2 separate regions of the Mus musculus genome follow, and region 1 is linked to region 2. Evidence: chromatin contacts called from public HiChIP or PLAC-seq data. All regions are on one chromosome and are shown on one strand. The core of a region is the stretch at or near the end of the contact, and the rest is flanking DNA. Distances in the headings are between cores, read along the strand shown.

Region 1 (5,288 bases), core at 2,011-4,510, 350 kb before region 2:
ATCTGGAACAACTCTTAGGAGTGAATGCAGAGTAGGGTTTTATCTTTTGGAAAGCTGCCTTTCCTGTGTTTGTTTTGCACTGTGTGTATTGGCTGAGACAGGCCCACTGGGTTTCTTTCTAGGGGATTTATCAACTCCTTCCACCCTCCACCCTTTTCACCTAAGAAACCTCTCCTGACCCCAGATTATAAATGTGTATAAAATTGGAATACATGCCAGAAATTTACTGATAACGGTAAGAACATTTATTTTTAAAACAATTCTTTGCTAAAATAATTTAGTTATTTGTTGGTGATATTAGTTATATTTATTAGTGATAAAAGCAAATTTACATATTTGATACTGAATGCCAGGAAGCATCTCCAGCACTTTACAGGGCTGATGGGTATTTTATGATCCTCCTTCACCATGATATATAGTGTGGAACAGCAGAAGCATATTAGGGCCATTTCAGAAACTACTAGACATTCTGCCCTAATGCCAAGCCAAAATTCATTTAGTTATTTTTTAATTTAAAAGTTAGCAACTTGCCGGGCGGTGGTGGCACACGCCTTTAATCCCAGCACTTGGGAGGCAAAGGCAGGCAGATTTCTGAGTTCAAGGCCAGCCTGGTCTACAGAGTGAGTTCCAGGACAGCCAAGGCTACAACAGAGAGACCCTGTCTTGGAAAACAAAACAAAACAAAACAAACAAAAAAGTTAGCAACTTAAATAGCAATTTTAAATTCAAATATTCTGACAATATAATCCAAAGATATACTAAGGAATGAGAAGAGGAATATATCAAAGCCTTTGTTTCCCATAATTAAGCCATTAGGTTTTTATAATAGAAAACTTTGCATGCACATTAAGAACACTGCAGTTTACAGTGTACTCTGGTCTTAAATCTGAGCCGAGGTGCAACAGGCAGCATCTGTCAGGGTTGTGTGGTGATGACATACATCGAGTAATGTGTGTCTGTGTGTGTGTGTGTGTGTGTGTGTGTGTGTGTGTGTGTGTGTGTGTGTGTAGTGTGTTTAGGAAGAAGCTGCAGGGACAGGCTGTCCTGTAGGGAGATAAGCTCAGTAGAGTCACCATGGATTCAGTTTAACTTTCACTTCTCCTTTCCTCTCATGTGTATTCAGTTGAGCCTATGGGAATGACAATCCTTTCATGTTTTATTCGTTTATTTATTTTATGTGTATGATTGATTTGTCTGCATGTCTGTCTGTCTGGACTTCATGCATACCTGGTGCTGTCAGAGACCAAAAGAAAGGAATGCAATTACAGATGGTTGTGAGCCTCTATGTGGGTGCTGAGAATTGAACCCAGGTCCTCTGGAAGAGCAGCCAGTGCTCTTAACCACTGAGCTACCTCTCCAGCCCCATAGACAAGATAGTTTTTTGGGGGTTTTTTTGGTTTGTTTGTTTGGTTTGGTTTTTTTTGTTTTTTGTTTTTTTGTTTGTTTTTTGTTTTGGTTTTTTCGAGACAGGGTTTCTCTGTGTAGCCCTGGCTGTCCTGGAACTCACTCTGTAGATCAGGCTGGCCTTGAACGCAGAAATTCACCTGTCTCTGCCTCCCAAGAGCTGGGATTAAAGGCGTGAGCCACCATGCCCAGCAAGATAGTATTTTAATGTTTACACTGTAAGTAACTATGATTTTTCCCCGAATATCTCACGTGTTATTTTGTATCTGCCCTTAGGCTCCCTGTCCTTGTCTCTACAAACCACTCAGTGCAGTAGTGTGATTGGATTATTGTGTTGCCTGAAGTCCCCACAAAGCCAACAGCAGTAACCTCCTGCCTGCAACAGGGTGGCATTAGGATTATAATGCTCTTTGGTCAGTTAAAGTTCACTCTCTGTGCAGAACTGTCCTTTGCACATGTAAGCTGCTAGTTCTCCTGTCTGGTTGGTTGTTAAACCAGTCATTAGCTCATATCTAGCCCTCTAGGCCTGCTGTCGTCATTAGCACAGTGTGGGAGGCAGAGAGAATAAACATCTAAAAGCTCACCAACTCTGAAAAGAGGCGAGGAGGAAAACTAGTTTTATAAAACCAACCTTTACAATTTTTTTTTGTAAAAAATAGCTTAAAGTATGTACGTGTGTGTGTACATGCTCGTTTTTATATAGCATTGTTAGTATAGATACATTGTGAATTTCCTATATAACTTCTGCTTTATAGACAAATGCTCATATTAAAAAGAAAACTTTGTTTTTATATTTTGACACTCCAGGATGGGCTGGCCTAAAACACACCATGTAGCCCAGGCTGGCCTTGAATCTGAGTCGATCTTCCTGCCTCAGTTTCCCAAGTTCTAGGACAACAGATGCGTGCCAACATTTCCAGCTAAATTAATTTTATTTTACATTCAACTGTAATATAAATGGGTGGGACTCCAAAGAGCATAATTCTTCTTAATGTGCAGTAATCCTTTGAACATGTTACCATGGAAAAACAGCTAACTGGCCATATCAAAGACTGCTTCTTGTGGTATTCTTTGCTTTTTCATGTTGTCTCTGAAGAAAAATAGAAATGCTGTTAGTGAAGTTGGCGGAAGTTTAAGAAGGCATTTTTTGAACAGTACGGAAGAGATATAATATCGAGTAACTCAGGGTTTGGAAGAAGTAGTAATTTTGAGGAAAAAGTTGTAATCATCTATACATCTATATAAGATATAATCAAATAAATTGTAGATGAAGTTGAGTTATATAGTTACCCCCTGGAAATGTAGACTTTAAGCCTTGGTGGCATATACCTGCAGTCCCAGCTACTTGAAAAGCTGAGGCAGGAGGATCACTGGAGGAGGAGGTTGAGGACACCTAGAGGAACAACATTGCAAGACACTTCTGTAAAAGTTGGCAGGCAGAGAAGTCAAACCCAGAAGACATTAGCGCTGCCGGCTTGTGGAATCTGAGTGGTACCTGATCCCTCCAGACTCTAAGCTGCTGAAGAACTCTAAGGGAAGGAGGCAAGTGTGAACTAATGCATTTGTCTGTAGCCGTGGCTCTAAGCGCACCACATCGAGCAGGTCTGCGCCTCGTTGACAATCTGAAAAGCAGAGACCTTTCCCTTCCTTCCAGCCGGAGACTGAGTCTTGTCCACATCAGTGTGTGATCTTTATCTAAACTTTTATTCTGTAGGTGCATTGAAAATTACACCGGAGCACGCTGCGAAGAGGTTTTTCTCCCAAGCTCCAGCATCCCAAGCGAAAGTAATCTGTCGGCAGCTTTCGTGGTGCTGGCGGTCCTCCTCACTCTTACCATCGCGGCGCTCTGCTTCCTGTGCAGGTAACTGAAGCGGAACTGGCCCTCAGAAAGAGGGAAGCCATGCGCAAAGCAGCGGCCTCTAAGAAACATGCTGCTCTTTGCTTCTAGTGTTTCCGCAGATACTGTTTTAAATCTGGCATTATCTCTCTAATACAATTTTGTTATAAACTAATAAGTCGCTTTGAACGCATCTTAAACAGTTTTACCTCCTTCTTTGGGTCCACCTAGCCTTGATACCTCTGAGCTAGGTGGACCCACGCTCACCACCGTGCGGTGCTTAAGTCACTTGAGGATTTGGGTGAGATGTTTCTTAGTAAGTTTTGAATATGAAAAACAAAGTGACTGTGCCATTGCTTTAGAAGCCTAAGGTGCCCGGCGGATGTCTACCTTACCATGCGCAGGGCACAACGAACATAGCAGCCAACAAGGTAGAAACACCACCTACATTTATGGACTATTTAAATCTAGAGAGACAGATAAAAAACCAAAAAGTTAAATTGGAGAATCTGGTAACTCCTAAGAGAAACAAAAGGAAAAATTACGTGTTGCAAGGCTGTATATCAAAGAGTACTTTTATTGATTCCTTTCAATTGACCTTCATGTTTTAGGGGGAAAAAGTTTTTAAAAGGGGGAATTTAGTTTAGTATTTGTATTAATAAGTATTAAATGGGCACTGGTTTCTCTCGTGTGATTGTAAAAATGGAGTTGATAGTCATCATAAACCAAGTTGGCTTGAGAAGTTAATATCCCAAGGATAGGATGTCAAGAATATCTCATAAACCCTGATTAAAATGTGGAGGGACTTTGTTCCTTTAAAAGATGTGTTGCTGCACATTTTATTTCAAAGTATCATTTAGTAGATGTTATCTCATAATTTTTGCATCTGAATGCTTCAGATACAAAGAGTTACAAGCTCATTACACCAGGCTGTGTTTCCCAGGTGATCTGCCATTCCTGCTCGCACGCCTTGTCTTACTGTGTGTGGCCCTGCTACTCAGGCAGCACCGGTTAGAGTTCAGCACTGGTCTATGTCCTTCAGTGATAGTGTGCTTGTCTAGCAGGCATGAGGTTTTGGGTTCAAGCCATCGAACTGTGATAAGAAATAGTTTATTTCTTTAGGCAGGCACTGTGATGACTACGATTGTTGTAAATGCTATAGTTAAGAACACAGACTTTAAATGGACTAGAAGCTCCATCTTAGAACCAGAGACTATCTCATAACAAACCTAAGCAGGGAAAACAAGCCGCTCCAGCTGGGTTCCCAGCCAGCAGCAACAGCTGGCCATTTGAGTGAGGCACCCTAGACATCTTGCTCGTTCGAACCTTTAGTTGGCTTGGATTATCTACTGGTCGCCTGCAATTACACAGAGGGCACCCAGGTTAGAAAAAGGAAAAAAAAAAGTTCAGCTGTCAACCAGTAAAATCGTGAGAAAGAAAATTTTAATCTACTGAGTTTAGGGTAGCATATTATGATAGTATTAAATGAGCCATCTTAGTTTGCCCTTCACTGAAAAACATTTTGGAAAAACTGAATGATCCCTCTGTGTATGTTTTCCAGTAAAATATGCTAAGAAAAAGATCAGCTTAACTAATTCTAATTTCTCATTATTTACATGAATATTGACTTGGACATTGATTTTTATCTTCTATTGATTGGGCTATTCTGTGTAGTAAGTCTTCTAACTTACAACGGCTTGAATTTGTTCTTCAGATTTCATGTACTAGAAACAACTTCCCTAAAGCCCTTTGTTAATGGTGTTTGAAATGTTGGGCTTTTGAGTGGTAATTGGACCATGTGGGCCCTGCAGAATGAATGATGTAACCTTAATAGTTTAATCACTTAAAAACAAACGCTTTCTTATTCATAGTATATGGTCCTTATGGGTTAGCACAGGGATTGGTTGTGTTAAACATAGTTGTGAGGACTCAAGCTACAAAACTGCCATCATAAGTGCTGTTGGTTGCCATGCAAGAGGGAAAAGAGCTCCAGGAAATGGTAAGGGGAGGGATGGAGGGAAGGCAGACACAAAAAGAGAGGAGAGAG
Region 2 (4,913 bases), core at 47-2,546:
CCAACATTCAAGAGACTGAGGAAGCAGGACAGCTTCAAATCTGAGACCCTACTACGAATAACCTTTTGAATGCACTCTCTCATATTCTGTTCCTTCCCTCTCTCTCTCTCTCTGCCATCTTTTCTGTCTCTATCGCAGTTCTACAAACTAGAAACATAACATCAAAACAAAGCTTCCTACACGGAAATCATTGTGTTCTAGCCTAGGGGAAACACAAACACATAAATGTTCAAATCAGATTATGTGAGATAGAAACAAGCTAAGAAAAACAAAACTGGGTGGGGAAAAAAAATACCTGCCCGGGGCGGGGAGCATAGCAAAACCATAATACCAAATTGATATCAACTTTCCTGAATGTGAATTCTACCTATAGCATCAAAACTATCCAATAGAAAAAGAGTTGTAAAATAATTTGAACATTAAGACCATATAACAATAGAATGATGCAAAATAATCATAAACCAGAAGCAGAAATCATAAAAATTACAATTTGTGGAGCAGTGAGAACAGTACAGCGCTCATCCTAAACCAGACAAAATTAGAGTTGATATTAAATACCTAAAAAGCTAGACCAGGAGATGGAGAGATGGCTCGGGTGGTTAAGAGGCTACATTGCTCTGTTATAGGATCCAAATTCTGTTCCCAAACCCACATTAACTCTAACTCCAGGGGACCTGATGTTCTCTCCTGGCCCCTGTGGGCACCTGTACACATGTATGTGTGTATATATATATATATATATATATATATATATACATACCTGCTCTCATAATTAAATATAAATCAAAATGGTAGATTTTACAAAATGTTGCAAATTTTACTACAACTAGAATCCATCTAAATGTCATTATAAAATCAAAATAATGGGTCAGAAATGGACCATCTGATTAACAGCTATCACTCATTAAGCACTTAGTACATTGCTGGAATGTTCTACAAATTTGCATTTAATCTAAGAAGTCTGTGGGGCACACTGCCCAAAGATACCTAGCTAGTAAACACTTATAAACAGGACTATGCACAAGCACTTATCCTTCTACTCACTCCTAGGTGAGTCACTTGCATATACCTGAGAATATTCAGGTTCTGAAGAATTCTCATCATTTCGAAACAATTTCACAGCTTTAAGGTATTTTTCCATTGACTCAAGTTTGGTTTTGTCAAAACCTAAAAAAGAGGAACAGCAAAATGAAATGTAGTAGAATTCTGAGATCTTGATGAGAGGGATGTGGAACTGCAGTTGAGCTAAGTCCACTCACTCACACACCCTTGACTCACACTTGTCTCTTGCCCTGCTTAACCTCGCCAGTCTCCACTGAGCAGTCCAGACTGCACGTGGAAACCACATGGACACACCACACCGGCTTATACGAGTGGCTGTGTCAACAGCCCCAGTCCACAGCAGATATTCATGTGAGCTGTCTTCAGAATTCCAGACCCTAGTTTGTGAACTGTGCAGCTGGGCCCTAGACACAAAGCAGCAACAAGCTCTTCCTGCTGTGCCCTGTCTGAAATCACTGACCCACTGAAACCACGAGGCAATAAATGATTATTGCCGTGTTTGTTCCTGATTGGTCAGGATCCTGTGGCATATAGTATGTGCTCTACCAGAGCTAAGCAGCCCTACTACTGTTTTATAAACCACTACATTTTAGGCTAGTTTGTTATAGTGTTAAAAATAATCACCAGCTATCTTAACTCATATTAGTATGTAAGTAATGAGGTGAAACAGACCTAGGGTTCAATAAAGACAGTTTAACCCAAACAAGGGTTAGGAGAGAAATGCTCATAAAGAAAGACACACCCGAGAGCATGAGGGCTGGCTTCTCAAAATAGTATTGTTTTTGTGCATTTTATGGAAGGAAAACACATCTTTTCAGGGGCATCATATAATCTGTCTATTAAAAGCTGTTCCATTTATTCACTCATAATAATATGCCCACAAACTGAAGAACACAGATTCTCTCTCTCAAAATGTATCTTTCACTTATTTCTAAAGTGGCTCAACAGTGGTTTCTTCATAATGGAAAGGAGACTTACTATTCAGACAATAGTGGTTTTATGAAATACCAAGTATCATTTTGAAGGTGGCTTCTATAGTGATCAGGGTGATCAAAGATCCTAGCCAATCAAGCTACACAAGGATCTTGAACCTGCAACCCAAACTGCTTCTCACTCAAAAATCTCTTGTCTGCTTGCAACTCTACTAAGGATAGGTGAGAGGACTGGTCTGTGTAAGGAAAGGGTAACATGAATATCAGTAGTTTGAATAATTTCTTTAACATGTTGTCAGTGGATCACAAGGGACTGTTTCAAGGAGTTTTTTTTTAGGGACATAAATTAAGATTAGAGTCACTGTTTCAAAATTAACAGTTTGATAAATATCCAATAGCATATATGACATAGTTTATTATAAAGGACTATCACACAGCTACAGTAGAAATACAATCATTTTATATTCTCTTACCTGTATGTTCTAAATGTCGTAGTGTCACATTGTCAACAGGGAAAAAGCTGAGGATAGCACCATATTCTGGACACATGTTTGCTATGGTAGTTCTATCGACAATAGATAATTGTGAAACTCCACTTCCAAAGAACTCAACAAACTTTCCAGCCACGCCTACTTGCCTGAGGTGCTTTTAGAGATATGCAAAAACAACACAGCAGAAGCAATGGCAAAATTAGCATGGATTTCTAGAAAAGCAAGTCAGATTTTTTTCTATAAAGTTAAATTTTTAACCAATACTAATGATAAGGTCTTTTATTGTATGAAACAAATTCATTCTAGTTTTACTGGTATTTTAAGAAGAGGAGTAAAAAGAGGAGGAGGAGGAAGAGAAGGAGGAGAAGAGAGCATGGTGGCTCTAACCATTAATCCTAGCATCTGAGAGGCAGAGACAGGCGGATCTTTACAACAGCCAGAGCTGTGGTAAAAATGAGACGCTGTGATAACAACAAAATAAACACCTGAATGCTCAAAAAAACCCAAACCTCTTATTAACGTCTCTGAAACCAGAGAATATATCTTCAATTCCTCAGAATGCTCACATAGCTGGGAGCCCTTTTTCTTCCTAACAGCACATAAAAGAACTGTGTTCTAACTACTGTTGGCATCCTATAGTTTAAGAAATAATATGAGAAAAACTATATAATGATCTTAAAAGTATATGCTGCTGTACAAAACTCTCCTAATTATTAGTATTAGCTTAAATATTTATAGCAACATTATTCTAGGTAAATTCATTTTGGTCAGATTTAACACATGGTTTAAAGTGAATTTCTCCAAAAATCACTCATTCCTACCAAGTAACTGAAACAACTTCTCATCTTTAGGGTTATTTTATTACTTATTTTTACTTTACATGTATTGATGTTTTTGTTTGCATGTGTATTTATGCACCACAGTCCTGCTCATTGACTGTAAAAGCCAGACGAGGGTGTTAAATCTCCTGGAATAGGACTCCAGGCCCCTGATCTTAGTTTTCAAGGATAAAAAGAAAAATAGGGGGCCTGAAGAGATGGCTCAGTGGCTCTTAAGGGTATATACTCCTCTTCCAGAGTACCCGAGTTTGGCTCCCAGCACCCATGTTAGGTGGTTCACGTTGGCCTTTTCAACTCCAAAGGGGCCTGAGACCCTTTACTGGACAGTATGGGCACCTTTTTCATGACTACAAAGGCACACATAGATACAGAGATATACATAATTAAAATAATAATGTGAAAAAAAGCCGGGCGTGGTGGCTCACACCTTTAATCCTAGCACTCGGGAGGCAGAGGCAGGCGGATTTCTGAGTTCGAGGCCAGCCTGGTCTACAAAGTGAGTTCCAGGACAGCCAGGGCTATAAAGAGAAACCCTGTCTCGAAAAACCAAAAAAAAAAAAAAAAAAAAGTGAAAAAAATCTTGAAAAAGAAAAATAGATTAGGCCAAATGTTGTCTTCATCAAATTAATGAAGTGTCACAATATATTTTTGGGAAAATAACATGGTTAATCCTATAAAGACCATAAAAAGAACAGGACCTCAACAGAGAAAAATATATCCAATAAATATACATAATGGATAAAAATTGTCTCACGATAAGCTGCTAACCACACAAATAATACTGTTAAATAAAAACAGCCAGAAAAATCTGAAAGTAGTGTGTTTTTAGGATGTCGAAAGAACTAATTTCTTTAAAATCAAAATAGCACATATTTCTTCCTCTAGGAGTAAATTGTGCATTTCTCAATTTAATGTTGTGACCTTTAACCAAAACTTCCCAGAAGCGACCCACATTGGAATTGTGAGTGAAACACGTTTCAGTGCAAGTATTTCTTTAAAATGGCACTTAAATTTTGTGAAAAATAGAAAAATAAGGAATACAATGCTACAACTTATTATTCACTATATTGAACACATGAAGCCAGTGTTTTTTCCCCAAGTTCCAAGAAAGCTCAAAATAATGTTAAAGCTAACAGTGGAAAAGTCTGACACTATCAAATTTCTACTATTCATATATTTTAAAGCATTATCTAGTAATGGTTTTTAAAGAGACTTTCTTTAAAGAAAAAATTGGGGAGGAGGGTCAGATGGTCCAGGGTGTCCAAATATAAGTCATGGTATACGTGCACACATACAAAAAAAATTAAATATATAATAAAAAGCCCTTTTAAAACTGGAGGGAGGGCCGGGCATAGTGGCGCACGCCTTTAGTCCCAGCACTTGGGAGGCAGAGGCAAGCGAATTTCTGAGTTCGAGGCCAGCCTGGTCTACAGAGTGAGTTCCAGGACAGCCAGGACTACAGAGAAACTCTGTTTTGAAAAACCAAAAAAAAAAAAAAAAACCAACAACACTGGAGGGAGGACTGGACTGGAGAGAAGGCTTAAGAGTTAAGAGCACTGACTGCTCTTCCAGAGGTCCTGAGTTCAAAT

Evidence for each region. HiChIP or PLAC-seq counts read pairs in DNA pulled down with a chosen protein or histone mark.
Region 1: an H3K4me3 HiChIP or PLAC-seq map of bone marrow-derived macrophages shows a contact between it and region 2, with 4 times the contacts expected there. The contact joins two enhancer-like sites. A contact is called at or near these places in 3 of 115 datasets of contacts at active chromatin or transcription factors (bone marrow-derived macrophages, embryonic stem cells and pancreatic cancer cells).

Annotation. Positions count from the first base shown.
Region 1 is chr9:55,240,038-55,245,325 of GRCm38.p6, reverse strand. Nrg4 (neuregulin 4) reads left to right here. Exons shown (of 8, transcript NM_032002.2): 4 at 3,119-3,265. Among named protein-coding and RNA genes, the nearest start is that of Fbxo22, 34 kb to the right of the region's middle. Within about 2 kb of position 3,260, at least 53 of the 459 cell types and tissues checked have an H3K27ac peak or open chromatin away from gene starts, as enhancers often do. A contact at or near this core is called in bone marrow-derived macrophages, where this site is marked.
Region 2 is chr9:54,888,729-54,893,641 of GRCm38.p6, reverse strand. Ireb2 (iron responsive element binding protein 2) reads right to left here. Exons shown (of 22, transcript NM_022655.3): 9 at 2,468-2,639; 10 at 1,070-1,167. Among named protein-coding and RNA genes, the nearest start is that of Hykk, 26 kb to the left of the region's middle. Within about 2 kb of position 1,296, at least 13 of the 459 cell types and tissues checked have an H3K27ac peak or open chromatin away from gene starts, as enhancers often do. A contact at or near this core is called in bone marrow-derived macrophages, where this site is marked.